Regions from separate parts of the Gossypium hirsutum genome. Here region 2 is linked to region 1. The links are chromatin contacts, called in public Hi-C maps. All regions are on one chromosome and are shown on one strand. The core of a region is the stretch at or near the end of the contact, and the rest is flanking DNA. Distances in the headings are between cores, read along the strand shown.

Evidence for each region. A called contact is a pair of places that touch in the nucleus more often than the background predicts.
Region 2: a contact with region 1 is called in a Hi-C map of leaf, with 6 times the contacts expected there. The contact joins the promoter of LOC107948917 here to the enhancer-like site in region 1. A contact is called at or near these places in 8 of 34 Hi-C or Micro-C datasets (anther, cotyledon, hypocotyl and 2 more).

The regions. Positions count from the first base shown.
Region 1 is chrA04:74,047,940-74,054,643 of Gossypium_hirsutum_v2.1, reverse strand. No RefSeq gene overlaps it. Among protein-coding and RNA genes, the nearest start is that of LOC121228082, 14 kb to the right of the region's middle. Within about 2 kb of position 1,908, at least 9 of the 9 cell types and tissues checked have an H3K27ac peak or open chromatin away from gene starts, as enhancers often do. A contact at or near this core is called in cotyledon, hypocotyl and leaf, where this site is marked.
Region 2 is chrA04:74,191,357-74,198,468 of Gossypium_hirsutum_v2.1, reverse strand. It overlaps LOC107948917 (CASP-like protein 5B2), which reads left to right and starts at 2,849. Exons shown (of 3, transcript XM_016883581.2): 1 at 2,849-3,480; 2 at 4,819-4,951; 3 at 5,404-5,771. The coding sequence starts at 3,350. The coding sequence ends at 5,604. It overlaps LOC107948916 (mannose-1-phosphate guanylyltransferase 1), which reads right to left. Exons shown (of 5, transcript XM_016883580.2): 5 at 5,963-7,112. The coding sequence ends at 6,540.

The DNA of each region.
Region 1 (6,704 bases), core at 659-3,158:
AACAATAACAAAACATATACAAAACAAAATGAAAATTAGAAGTCAATGTGGTGAGACAATTTTAAAATAGTAACGAATTAGTGAGTGCATAATATATAATAGATGAATTGATGAGTTGATGAATTTGAAATATTAAAATGAATATTGTAGAATGAAGACATTTGAATTAAATAACATGCAAAACTGTAAAAACATTTGTTTAAAATAACAATACACACAATAAAAGAAAATTTAAATAATATATAAAATATGAATGGATAGTAAAACACATAATAAGATATAATCCTTAGAAATAAATTATATGCATAATGGATTTATAAAAAACATACATGTATATAAATAGATTTGGAAACAATTATTTGTAAAAATAGCATGAAATCAATGATTATAAAATTAAATTAATTTTGCTATAAATTATATAACACATTTTAAAAAAATATAATTATGTACACAAAGAAAAACTATATGTATAAAATACATGAAGTTAATAATGTATATAGATCAAACATACATACCAATATATATACATGCATATATAATAATAACTTAAAAAATAAAATTTTCCTATAAACAACAAAGATATATAATAAAATATAGGAATAAATTTAAAAAGAAATTATATGTATAAAATAATATAAAATTAATAATATACATGACACTCTATCATGAATCGTATATATATATAATAATATACAAAAAAAACATTAAAAAAATATTATACAAAATGTTAAAGTGATATGATATAAGAACATAATGCCTTTGAAACAAAACACAATTATCAAAGTAGCTCAAAATACAAAATAAATAAACAAGAATTAAAAATGAATGTGAAATGAATAAAAAAAAGATGAAAAAACTTATTTGAAATAAAATTAAAATAAAAGGGATAATTTACAAATTCTTGAAATTAAACTGAGGACTAATGCGCAATGCGCGCGAATTCACAGGGACCAAAGCTGAAAATAGCCTCAATCCTGAAACGCTGCGCTATATCGCAGACTAAAATGAAAATGCGCGCAAATTATAAAGCCAAATTTAAAAAAACAAAATAGAATAACTAAAGCGCAATTGAATGCTCGCAAGAGAGGAAGGACCTAACGTGAAATTTTCCCATTTTGAACGAAAAGGTGAAGATCCGGCCTGCTAATCGGGTTGACGCGTGGATCTCACCCCCTACACGGCACCGTTTCAAATTTCATACAAAATCAAGCCTAAAAAACCTAAAATCCAACATTCAGCCACTTAAAAGCAAATTAAAATAAAAAAAATACCAAAGACCTATTCCCCATTTACTCGGCCGAACCTAAGGCACCTTTCCACTGCCGCTTTGCCTCCATATTCGGCTGACGGCCATCAAGCAAAGGCCAAGTCTGGTCCCGTTCGACCACAAATCCGAGAGCCTTGCTCACAAGCTTCAAATCTTCGCCTTGACTTCGATTACGACGAAGCAAACAAGGATTTCGAAGCCTCCTTCAACAATAGATAAGTCTCCTTTTCTCCTTATAGATTTATTTTCATGCAATAGATAAAGAATGATGAAATGGAAACGAAAATCAAGGAAGAACACGATCTAAAATCACCTTAAAACTAATTTCAAATTGATTTTTTAGTATCCGTGTGTATTTCTCTGCTATTTTCTTCGTGAAAAGAGGGAGAAAAGAAAAAGATCCCATTTACATCATTTTCCTTCAGTTTTATAGCCGAAAAAGAAAAATAAAATAAATAAATAAAAGAAAATACAAATTCCTTGCTGTAATTCGCTGTGATCTGCTGTCAATTACTACTTGGTTGTTTTCTGTTGCAGGTGTGTATGGCGTGGAAAAACCGTTCGTGGGCGTGGACAGAGGAACGGAAGCGCACGTGCGTTGGGGAGGCCGGAGCGTGAATCCCCTGGTGGATGCTTGCGGCGCGATAAGCCCTTTGCCCTAGGGTTTTCTAAAAGCTATTAAGGAGATGGGCCTATCGGGCTTGTTTTGATTTGGGTTGGGTGTCTTTAATTTTTGGGCTGTGATAGTTTTCTTGTAAATAGGCTTGGTAGTTAAGTTTATTGGGCATGTTGGGCCATAAGTGTAATTTGTAAATGGATTGGACTGAAAAATTTTATTTTGGTTTTATTTTTGGTTTATTTATTGTTTTTAATCTATAGGCCCGGGCAAAAATTGGGCCTTATAAATAGGTCCTTAAAGGATACTTCTTTGGGAGTTAGAGCCAGTTCTGCATTGCTTTTCAAAAGCACTTCTGATTCCAAAGCACTTCTAGAAGAAAAGCTGTGCAGAACAAGCTGTTTTTTGTTGAAATTTTTAGCTTTTCAGAAGTATTTTTGAAAAGCATTTTTGGAAAGGAGAAACTAAAATTTTTAACTTTTTCTCTCCCAAAAGCACTTTTAGTGCTTAATTACTTTTTCACCCTTTCAATAACATAGTACTTTCTCTTTTTTTCTTGGTATTTAATTACAAATGTGGTAAAATCATTAATTAAAAATATTTTTTTTAAAATACTAATTACAAATATTTAATAGTTATATTTAAATATTTAAAATATAGTTCATATATTCTAATTAAATTTTATAAATAATTAACATTTATTGCTTAAAAATATTTAAAATTTGTATTTTATATTTTATATTTTAAAATATTAACAAGAAGTTATAATAATTTTTTTATATTCTTACTAAAATATAATAATATTAACTAATTTAAATATTATTTAAATGTATATTTGTTACTTGATAATAACATGACTAAAATGGACATTTTATTTCTCAAAAGTACTTTTTGACAGCAATGCTAAACACTTAAATTTTAAACCAAATTTTTTAAAAGTATTTCTCAAAAATATTTTTTTACAGCACTTTTCAAAATCACTTTTCAAAAGCATTGCCAAACTAATCCTTAATGGAGGTGGAGTCTTAAGAAACAGTAAGGGAGATTGGTTACATGGGTACAGTCGCAGCATTGGATTTTTTATCTATTCTTTAGGCAGAACTTTGGGCAATATCAGACGGTCTCGTCATTGCTTGGTAGAAGGGTTATAGATTTGAAGTCAACGGTGGATAGTATTGAAGCTATTCAGTTGATCGAAAGGAACCTTTGTAAAGCAGAAATGTAACAGACATTGGGTGGTAAGGTTCGAACATGCTGCACGTGAAGTAAATAGTAGACGGTCCCCCAAAAAAAGAAAAGAAAAAAGAGTAGATGGTAGAAGGACAAACTGCAGGATGATAGTTGAGTTAATATTGGAGTGTTTGAGGGTGGAAGGTTAGAGTCCAAGTTACTTAAAAACAAATAAATTGCCCCGCCAATACTTTTTCTATTAGCCACTCAACCGGCTAGCAATTAATTAACAAAATCTCGTCTTTCGCCCATTCAACAGGCCAGGTTCTTGGTAACACGATCGATTTGCTTTTGAGAAATCAATTTAATACAGCTTCTAAGCTTATCAAGTGGATGGATTAGTACTTTTTGGCAAAACCACCCACATAAAGCCTGTAAATGATCTCTCGCTGGTGATCACACTACCAATACCCATAATTATATTTTTAATAAAATAGATTTCATCTTTATTTTCTTCATATCATGTTTTAATAACTCCATGATCTTCTCTTTCAATCTCACTATCATTAATATTATCAAGTAATATTTTAGTCAAGACGAAGTCACAAATTTATCTTGAAGTTAAATTTAAATTATAAATTTTTAATGAAATTAAAATATAAGTTTTCTTTCTACATGATTATTCATTTAGAATTTTAAGGAGATTAAATTAAAAAATTCATCTTTAAAAGAGCAAAGCGTAATTTTATTATTAAATTATTTTATAATTTTAAAAAATTCAAGGAGTTAAATTGATAATTTAACATTGGGGTTGGGGAGAGGCCAAGTCCTGCCTGACCCCTTAGCTCCGTCCCTAATTTTAGCTAATGATTGAGCTTGATTTCTATGATGTTAACCTAAGGTAGTCAGTATTATACCTATAGATATATTATTTTTATCTCGGTACTTATATGTTTCAGAACCGATATGTTTCAATATATCGTTTTGAACTTATTATGTTTTTAAATATTTTTTAAATATATATTTATAATCTTATTTAAGTTCATTGATAGATTATATATATTTAAATATTTTTCATATATATATATCCAATTTTATTTTTTTTAATTTCTTAATAAACTATATCTTAGTTTGATAAAAAAAACCATATATTATATATAAATATAAATATATCCTAATTACATCCATATAAATATATTTATATATAATAAAAAATTTTAAAATTATTAAATAAGTTCAATAGTATAAGATATAATTATAGAACAATTAAAATGTTTAAAATAAAATAAAAAATAAAAAATAGTTTAAAATATGAAACATCGGTACAAGTTGATATTAATGAAAACGGACCGAAATATATTGAAATAGTTGAAAGGCATGAAAAGTTTGATATGGATAGAACATAAACTATTGGTACTGATATAAAACTGAAATATAATACCGGAATTAATATCTATATGTTACCGACTACCATGTGTTAAATGCTCTTCAAATTGACTGGTTTAAATTTTGAAATGGATTTCAGCTAAACGCCCGAAACTAGAAAATAAAAATATTTGATTTTTGTGAAACAAGGCCCATAATATCTGCTTTGCAGCCCAAATTCAGGAATGGGTTTCCTGGACTAAGCAGCTTGTGTCTTCATGTTTGAAAATTTCCATTTCAGATTTTACCATTTTAGTTCGGTAAAAGATTGAAAAAGAGAAGAAAAGTTGGCTTAATTGACTTAAAAAAGAAACTGATAATTGAACTCATTTTAAAGAAAAACAGTAAGAAACGAATCGACTTAAGCCGATCGATTATTTTAGTTATTATTATTTTTGAACGAAAGGTCGATTATATTAGTTAAGTCACTTAGTAATATTTGTGAATTTCATTGCTTTTGTTGAATGTTAATGGATTTGGGCTTAAAATTTTGATTGGGTTTGTGTTGGTTTATTTATTTGGATTGAGAAAATATTATAATTAATATTAATATAAAGTTGTTTGATTCAGTTATTTTTTATTATTATAAAAACTAATAATTTATGGGTTCGATTAATATGAGTATTGTTGTCAATTTAAGAAGATGTGAGTTTGAGTGTACTGAAGCGTATTATCTTCTTATTTATGGTTGGGAGAGATTATAAATAATTTTATGCATTGTGTAATAAAAAAATAAGATATAATTAGATTATATAATGAGATTGTTAAAAAAAAAACACCAATAATTTATTAATGTAACATGTTTTGGTGGACTCCTCAAAACATCAAAACCGAAACCAAATTAAAAAAATTATCTCAATTCAATTGGTTAACTCAATTTTAATCAACTACTAAGAATACAACTCCAAGATGCGGATTTGATTTTAATAATTACTATTAAAATATTTCGTTTATATTTTTTTATTAAATTAAGGGTAATTTATAAAAATAGTCACTTTTGTTTGCCTCAGGTTACATTTTAGTCACTTATGTTTGAAATGTTACGTTTTAGCCACTCATGTTACTATTTTGTTACGAAGTTATCCCTCTACCGTTAAGTTCCGTTATCTCTCTAACGGTAATCTTACATGGCAATTCAACTAGATTTAGATGCCAACTTAGATTTCTAAATGGGATGAAAATAGATTTTTAATTAAAAATTTTAATTAATTAAAATTTTTAAACCCAAACCTTAACTAAAAAATCTGTTCATCTCCTCTTTTTAATTTTTCTTCAGTCTCTTCTTTTTTTTCAATGGTTTTTTTTTCATTTGATTGGAAAAACTATTATTAAGATTAAAATAGTTGAAATCAAATTGACTGCTTCATAAAGATGGATTCAATGGAGGGTTTAGGTATGTCTTCTTTGCATTCCTCTATCTCTTTTATTCGATACTGAAAAACAAAAGATTGGATTTTTTATTGTTTAATGAAAACCTTAAATTAAAATTCTTGATATGAATATTAACAACTAAAAGAATTTCATATCAGAAAAAAGGGATACCTACAAAGGGATTGTGAACAAAAATGCCGATTCAGATCAGAAAAAATTGGATTGAGAAACTAATTATTCAAGAAGGTGAAGAATTGGAAAATACAATGATTAGGAACAAAAACGATTACCATCTTCTTCTATGTCGACAACCACTTCATTTTAAGTTTTAGAACATAAATTTGCCAGTGAAAAAGACATACTTGGACCCTCCATTGAATCCTCTTTTGTTTTTGTAGGTGAATAAAAAATTTTGATGATAATAGGTTTTTTAGTCAATTGAAAAAGAAAACTAAAAAAAGTGGGAGATGAACGGTTTTTTAACTAAGATTTAGAGTTTAAAATTTTTAATTAATTAAATTTATTTAATAAAAAATCTATTCTCATCCCATTAGGAAATCCAAGTTGACATTTAAAATCTAGTTGGTCAACCACGTAGGATTACCGTTAGGGAGATAACAGAACTTAACGGAAGAGTGATCACTTCGTAATAAAATAATAACATAAGTGACTAAAACATAACATTTTAAACATAAGTGACTAAAATGTAACCTGAAACAAACAAAAGTGACTATTTTTGTAGTTTACCCTTAAATTAATGTAGTTGTTTAATTATGAATTTTTTGTCTTAAACTTATCACATTATCCATATACAAGTGATAATTTTTTTTATTAATTTATTCCAAATAATATCGG
Region 2 (7,112 bases), core at 1,600-4,099, 140 kb before region 1:
TTAAGTCCCCCCCAATCCCAAAAATTAATTTTTTTTTAAACCTGGCACAATCATCAAGTGATTATTGGGTCAAAAATCAAGGTGGTGCCAGCCATTAAGTCTCCCAACCCAAAAAAAATTATTTTTTTAAGCCTAACACAATCATCAGGTAATAATTGGGTCAAAAATCAAGGTGGTGCTGGTCATTAAGGGTTAGTTTGACAATACTTTTGAAAAGTGCTATGGAAAAGTGCTTTTGAGAAGTACTTTTGAAAAGTTTGGTTTAAAATTTGAGTGTTAAGCATTGCTGTCAAAAAGTACTTTTGAGAAATAAAATGTCCATTTTAGACATGTTATTATCAAGTAACAAATATGCATTTAAATAAAATTTAAATTAGTTAATATTATTATATTTTAGTAAGAATATAAAAAAATTATTATAACTTGTTAATATTTTAATATATGGAATCTAAATTTTAAATATTTTTAAGTAATAAATATTAATTACTTATAAAATTTAATTAGAATATATAAAATAAATTTTAAATATTTAAAAATAACCATTAAATATTTGTAATTAGTATTTTAAAAAATATTTTTTATTTTTAATTAATGATTTTAACACATTTGTAGTTAAGCACCAAGAAAAAAAAGGGAAAGTACTATATTATTGGAGGGGTGAAAAAGTAATTAAGCACTAAAAGTGTTATTGGGAGAGAAAAAACTAAAAATTTTAGTTTCTTTTTTTCAGAAATACTTTTCAGAAGTAGTTTTAAAAAATCAAAAATTTTAGCAAAAAACAACTTATTCTGCACAGCTTTTCTTTCAAAAGTACAAGTTAAAAATGCTTATTTTAAGCACAGAAAAATAAGCCCTAAGTCCCCTAATCTAATTTTACTATTTATATTAAATTATTTGAATGATTATTTTTGAATTTGGGTTATTTTTATAATTATTTATTTTTGAGTTATTTTGGTAAAATAACGGCAAGTTACTTATTCCTAGCCCTGCCATCTATTGAAGACTTCCAAACTGCTGGTATACTGTCGCTTTCGTGGTCTCCAAGCAGTCAAGGTAAGGACTATAGATGCCTTTTGTTGGAGGTAATGAAAGTATATTTTGAAGTCTACAGTAGAGAAAGTGAGAGATAAAAGGAAAAAAAAGATTGAAAGAATTTTAATCAAAGATAAATGTGATAAGAGACAAGAGTGAATGAAATTTATTTATTTTATTTGATATCCAAATTCCAACGGCTATCGTTATTGACTTTTTTTTAGTTATATTAGTAAAAATATTATATTCCTCAAAAAAAAATTTATGATTGATTTTTAATCAATGGACCAATTAAATTAATGATTTAATTAATTTAATCGTGGATTCAATTTTAAATATATTATTAAAATTATCAATAAAGAAAATTGGTTAGGTGGAACATGCCCAAAAAACACAAAAATTAGCAAAGATTCTATTGGAGCAGAAAAACTTGGATGCATTTTGCTCATACTAATTTGTATCACTCGTAGCACTAACTGTGTTAAATTAAATAATTTAATTAAGCTCATCTACAATTTTTATAGGGTGAAACTCAGCGTTAAAAGTCCCAAGGTCTCATAGGTTAGCGTAGCTGTTAGGAGCTGTCGGTTCGTCATATTGCTGATTGGTCAATTTGTACTTATATTATGAATTTAGTATTTATATTTTAATTTAATTATTTTCAATTCTTATATTTTTAGAGTTTAAAGATTTTAGTCATAATTAAATTATAATTACTAAATTTATTAATTTTTATTATTTTTAAAATATGATATGTCATATATATTATCTCATGTGTAATATTATGCATGTTTGATATTTTCACATATCACTAAAAAAAATAATAGATTTAACGATTGTCGTTTGACTTAATATTAAAATTTTAAAATTCAAAAAATATAGCTACTAAAAATGATTCAATTAGTGAATGTGGACTAGATCTATAATTTTACAAAAAAATACAAATTAATAACATAAATTTAGCTGGTATCATTAGATTAAAACTAAAATTTTAAAATTTAGAAAATACAAGGAGTAGTAGCAAAATTTGACGTTGCTGATTTAACTTGACGCAGATAGGTTGCTATTAGGAGGGAAGTAAATTTGTTATGGTGTTATAATAGCAGTTGAAGTTAGTTAAGTATGCATTATAAATTGACTGCTTTTGGTTTTTTTAAAATGAAACGAATATCAAATTATTGAAATCAAGAAAGAGAATGGGTTTTAAAATTCGAACTAAAGATGCTTTCATTGGAAAGCCAAAGCTGGTATGCTTGGCACCGATAGGCTGCTAAGGTCCAAGGCCTAGTCATTACGCCTATAATTGAACATTATCCGTGATTCTTTTTTCGTCTCCAAAAGTCCAAGACCCATGGCCCAGACCGACCCATCCTCATTAATTCATAACAACTTGTTCAACATTTCTTTCTTTACTAGTCCCTCCTTTTTGTCTAAAAAGAAGGACAAAAAGGAAAGAAAAGTTCATTTAGTTAGTAGTCTGTCACTCACTTGCCCTAAATTGAACCCACTAAACCGATACTCATAATAATTACTTATTTTGCAGTATAATTTTTTAAAAATTCATTTTAGTTTTTTTTTAATTTTTAAATTTAAATTTTTATTAAATCAACTTAAAATAATAAAATTTTTTAATTTTTTAAAAATTTTATTGAATATGGATTGTTATGTGAATGACACAAGTCTAAAAAATTTTAAAAAATTATTTTTATAATTTTTACTTTTTTTTGTTAATTTTAATTTTTTTAATTTTTAAAAATAGTTTACTTAATTTAATAGTGATGTATCATTTTCATAGTGATTCACATTTATGCCATATCAATAAAATTAACCTACCTTCGTTTTGAAGTGAGTAAACAAAAATTATAACCTTCAATCATTTTAAGCTGATTAAACAAAAAAATTATAAATTTAAAAATTAATAAAGACGAAAATAAATAATTTTTTTTATAAAATTTAAGGATAAAAGAGACATTATTCCAAACCAAAAACATTCTCCTTCTCTTTCTATTCATCGAATCAAGACCATCAATGTCACCAATTTTATAAATTATGATCTGCTAAATTATAATTTCAGGGTATTTCTTAAATCATACGTTTTTTTTTTAAAATTTTATCAGTTTGGTCCAAACTCCAAAATTCCCTTTCCATATTACCTTTTTTAAAATGTTCAACCAAAAAAGAAATTGTTTTGGACTCTGGATTTGAGTTCCATTAATGGAAGGACTCTAAGATTCTTGGGTTTCTTTCCCTTTTCTGCAAGTAGGACCCTTAGAGTTTAGGCGATAGGGTTGGGGACCTTTTAGATTGAAGTAAGAGGATGAAGGAGTTGATTGGGAGTCCAGGAACGGTGAGTGGATTAACACTAAGGGTAACCCAATGTGCTTTTGCTGCTGCTTCCATTGCACTCATGGTCTCTGCCTCTGGTTTCTCTACCTACACTGCATTCTGGTACTTCGTTTTTTCATTTTTCTTCATTCGGCTTTGCTCTCAAATTTTACCTTGTTAGAATTAATGGGTTTTTTTTTGTGTGTGTGTTTGGGGGGGGGGTGCCATTGTTCCAGTATTCTTGGGTTTAATCGTTGACAAAATTTTAGTTAAAATGGTTTGTTTGAATCGGAATCATCTTAAAGCAAACATTGATTGCTGGGCAGCAAGATTAGGTAGGCAAAACTGTTCATGAAAGGTTATTTCCTAAATGGGTAGAAAGAATAGGAAAAATAGAAGGTGAAATTGACCTGACTTTTTAGACGTGTGGACTTCTACCTCTTTGCATCTTATAAAGTGATGTGTGTTTTACTTCAAAATTTGTTTTTACTCTACTATTTAGTAGCTGATTTTGATGTTCTAGTTCTTCTAGTTTGAATTTATTGGATGAAATTTAAGTTCTAGATTTCTACTTTGGTATTTTGCATGAGAAGTGGGTTTCAATTTTAAGTTTAGCTTAATTTTTTCCTAGTTTTTTTTAATGATTTTCCATATGTTGGTTGAGAAGCTAAGAGGGTTTAATGTTAAAAGTATGGGATTTTTCTACCTTCAGTTAGTAATGTCAAAGGTATGGTTTTTTACTATTCAGAGAAATGTATAGGATGCGTGCATAAACTTCTAGTGTACCGATTCTTCCAGAATTGGGTTTTAAGCTGAATATGAAGTTGTGTAAATTTAGCATCTGGTAATTTACTTTGTTAAGCAGAAGCAATCATCTATCATCCAATGTTATTGCAACAGTGGAGCTAAAGAAATCATAAACATGTCTGATTTGCTATATTTGGAGCTTGGTTGTTTAAAGTGTATTATTGCTCTTATAATGGCGGAACTGAGTGCTTCTATTAGGCATAAGGGCAGGAAAATGAACGGAACTCTATGAAGCTTTTCTGCTACTATGCATAGTGCAGTAATGGTGGTTCCCCGAGTCTTTGTTTCAAGATTTGTGTGCCTGCTAATAGTGACAGTCTAACAGAGCCATTCATTTGTCTGAATTACGTTCAAGAGACTCTGGTATAATATATGTCTGAATAAACTTAAGTTCGAAGTTGACTGAAGCTGTGTAACTCTCTGTTAAGCATCTTTATGCATGTTTGATCTTCTAAGGTTCCATTTAGTTGGTAGTTTTACTTTTAGCTATTTGTCCCTTGCTTTCAGTTCATATTTTTATTTTCTTTTTACTTCTAATTGAGAAAAGAAAAAGCAAAAGCATCCATCAAAGCCAAGATGCAACTTTGATCGAATAGAAATGCACTTCAATTGTATTTTCTGCACATTTGATGTTTATAATGCTCTCTGTTTCAGCTATTTGATTGCATCTATGGGGCTTCAACTACTATGGAGCTTTGGACTTGCATGTCTTGATGTTTATGCTTTAAGGAGAAAAAGAGATCTTCAGAATCCAGTTTTAGTGAGCCTCTTTGTTGTAGGTGATTGGGTATGAAACTGTTCTCTAATAATCCTCTCTTATCTCCTTTAGCCACTAAATGGATGCATCAACAATGATGTAAATCGGGTTTTCGACCATATATTTCCTGCTAGTTGCTGTATTTGTCATAGTCCTCGCCAGCTATTCTTATTTGTTCATGTTAATGCTGTCTGTGATCCCACAAGTGGTTAATGGCTGTTCTTATTCTATCAAAAAACAACCTTTCTATATATTACATTGCTAGTTTCTGTGACCACCTTTTCATATTTTGTAATGGCCATAGAATACAATCTTACACTGATGCAGGGGTCACTGTCTGATCTGTATATGAACTCCCTATGCATTTTGCTTGATTTTTTTTAAGGGCCGCAAGCAATTGTTATTTTCAGTATTGGCAACTCTGCAAATAGCTCTTCAGCTGGGATTGTATATCACTTGGCTAATCCTTGTTGAATGTACAGGTGACAGCTATGTTATCACTGGCAGCTGCATGTTCATCAGCTGGTATTATAGTCCTATATGCAAGAGACTTGGAATTCTGCAAGGCTCAAAGTCATATCCCATGCCGGCAGTTTGAAATATCGATAATTTTGGCATTTATCACGTGGCTTCTAATCGCAATGTCATCTCATGTCATGCTCTGGATCTTAGCCTCTTTCTAGAGGTCTAAGGGATTCCCATACAAGCACATGACAGCATCTCCTATTTGACATGTAAATCCTTTGTTTTTTTACTTTGATTTTGACAATTTTGGAGAATTCGAGTAGTTCTGCCGTTTGCCTGTGCACATTTAAGCATTTTTTGTTTTAGTACTCAATTTCATTCAAAAGTTACTTGTTCTGACCCTAATTTTCAACAATTAACTAACAATACTGTCAAATACTTGTGGATCTTTTGTTGCTTTTTGTGATCTTAACGAAAGTCTTGATTTGAAAGAAATGCGAACTTCCTTTTCTTACATCTTCCAACAGATAACATTTTTGTCTAATGTTGAATTCTACCATGTGTAAACAACATTCATCAAGCCTATCCCCGCTATATTTCATATAATAAATCTTACAAATTTCCAGGGCCTTTGATTATCCTGAAGATAACATTCATTAAGATATACCTAAAGTTATGTTAACACCACAAGATTCAGTCTGAACAAAAACTATCCCAACAGCATCATTCTGACAGGATAAGAGAGGCTGCTATACAACAATGGAAAAGATTCTAAATACAATTAACTCGATACTTGAATAACATTTAAACTAAGTGTACACAACGTCATAAATTTGTTGTCTGTATTTCTTCCTCTATTTTTTCTCTTTGCTTTTGGTTAATGACATTCCAAAATGAGAAATGAGATTGCTCCCTCACAAGTGTATAAGGTTGTCTCTGCATCCGGTCATCCACCAAACATGATGTTCACCGGTAACCAAAGGCCAGCAGCTATCCTTCAACTACAAGCCTACTGACACTCGGCCCTCGAACTTATTCCAACTGGAATTTGCCTAAGAATAACAAGAAAAGAAGGGAAACAAAAAGGGTAATGCAGACAACCAAATTGCAATTTCGAACTCTCAAAATGTTGATTCCAAGCTCAACCTTGTGATCACATGACAATTTCTGGCTTCAAAATACTAGACTTTATCTCCTTGTGAGGCAGGACAACACCTCCATTGCTATAAACTTCATCTCCAAGATGAACATCTTCTCCTAAGATCGTCATGTTTTCCAACCGTGCCCACTTTCCAACAGTGGAATGCCAGCCAATAATGCTATTGGAGACGCAAGTATACTTCTTGATACGAACTCCGCGCATTATGGTACAGCGTGACAACCTTACCCCGGACTCAATTATACATCCTGGACCAATGGCTACATCAGGTCCAATGAGGCACCCATAGCCAATTACAGCACTCTCATCTACCAAAACATTCCCAACAAAATGAGATCCAGTTGACAACTTGGTAGAGGATTTTTTACGCAACGACTTTAAGTACATTCTCAGGCCAGTAATGTAATCCTTTGGTTGTCCAATGTCCATCCAGAACCCAGGCAGCACCATCGCATAAAGCTTATTCTCTGCTGCAATCTTTGGGAACACTTCTTTCTCAATTGAGGTGGGTCTCAGTTCTATTCGGTTAAGAACAGATGGGTTCAACAAGTAAATCCCAGCATTGAT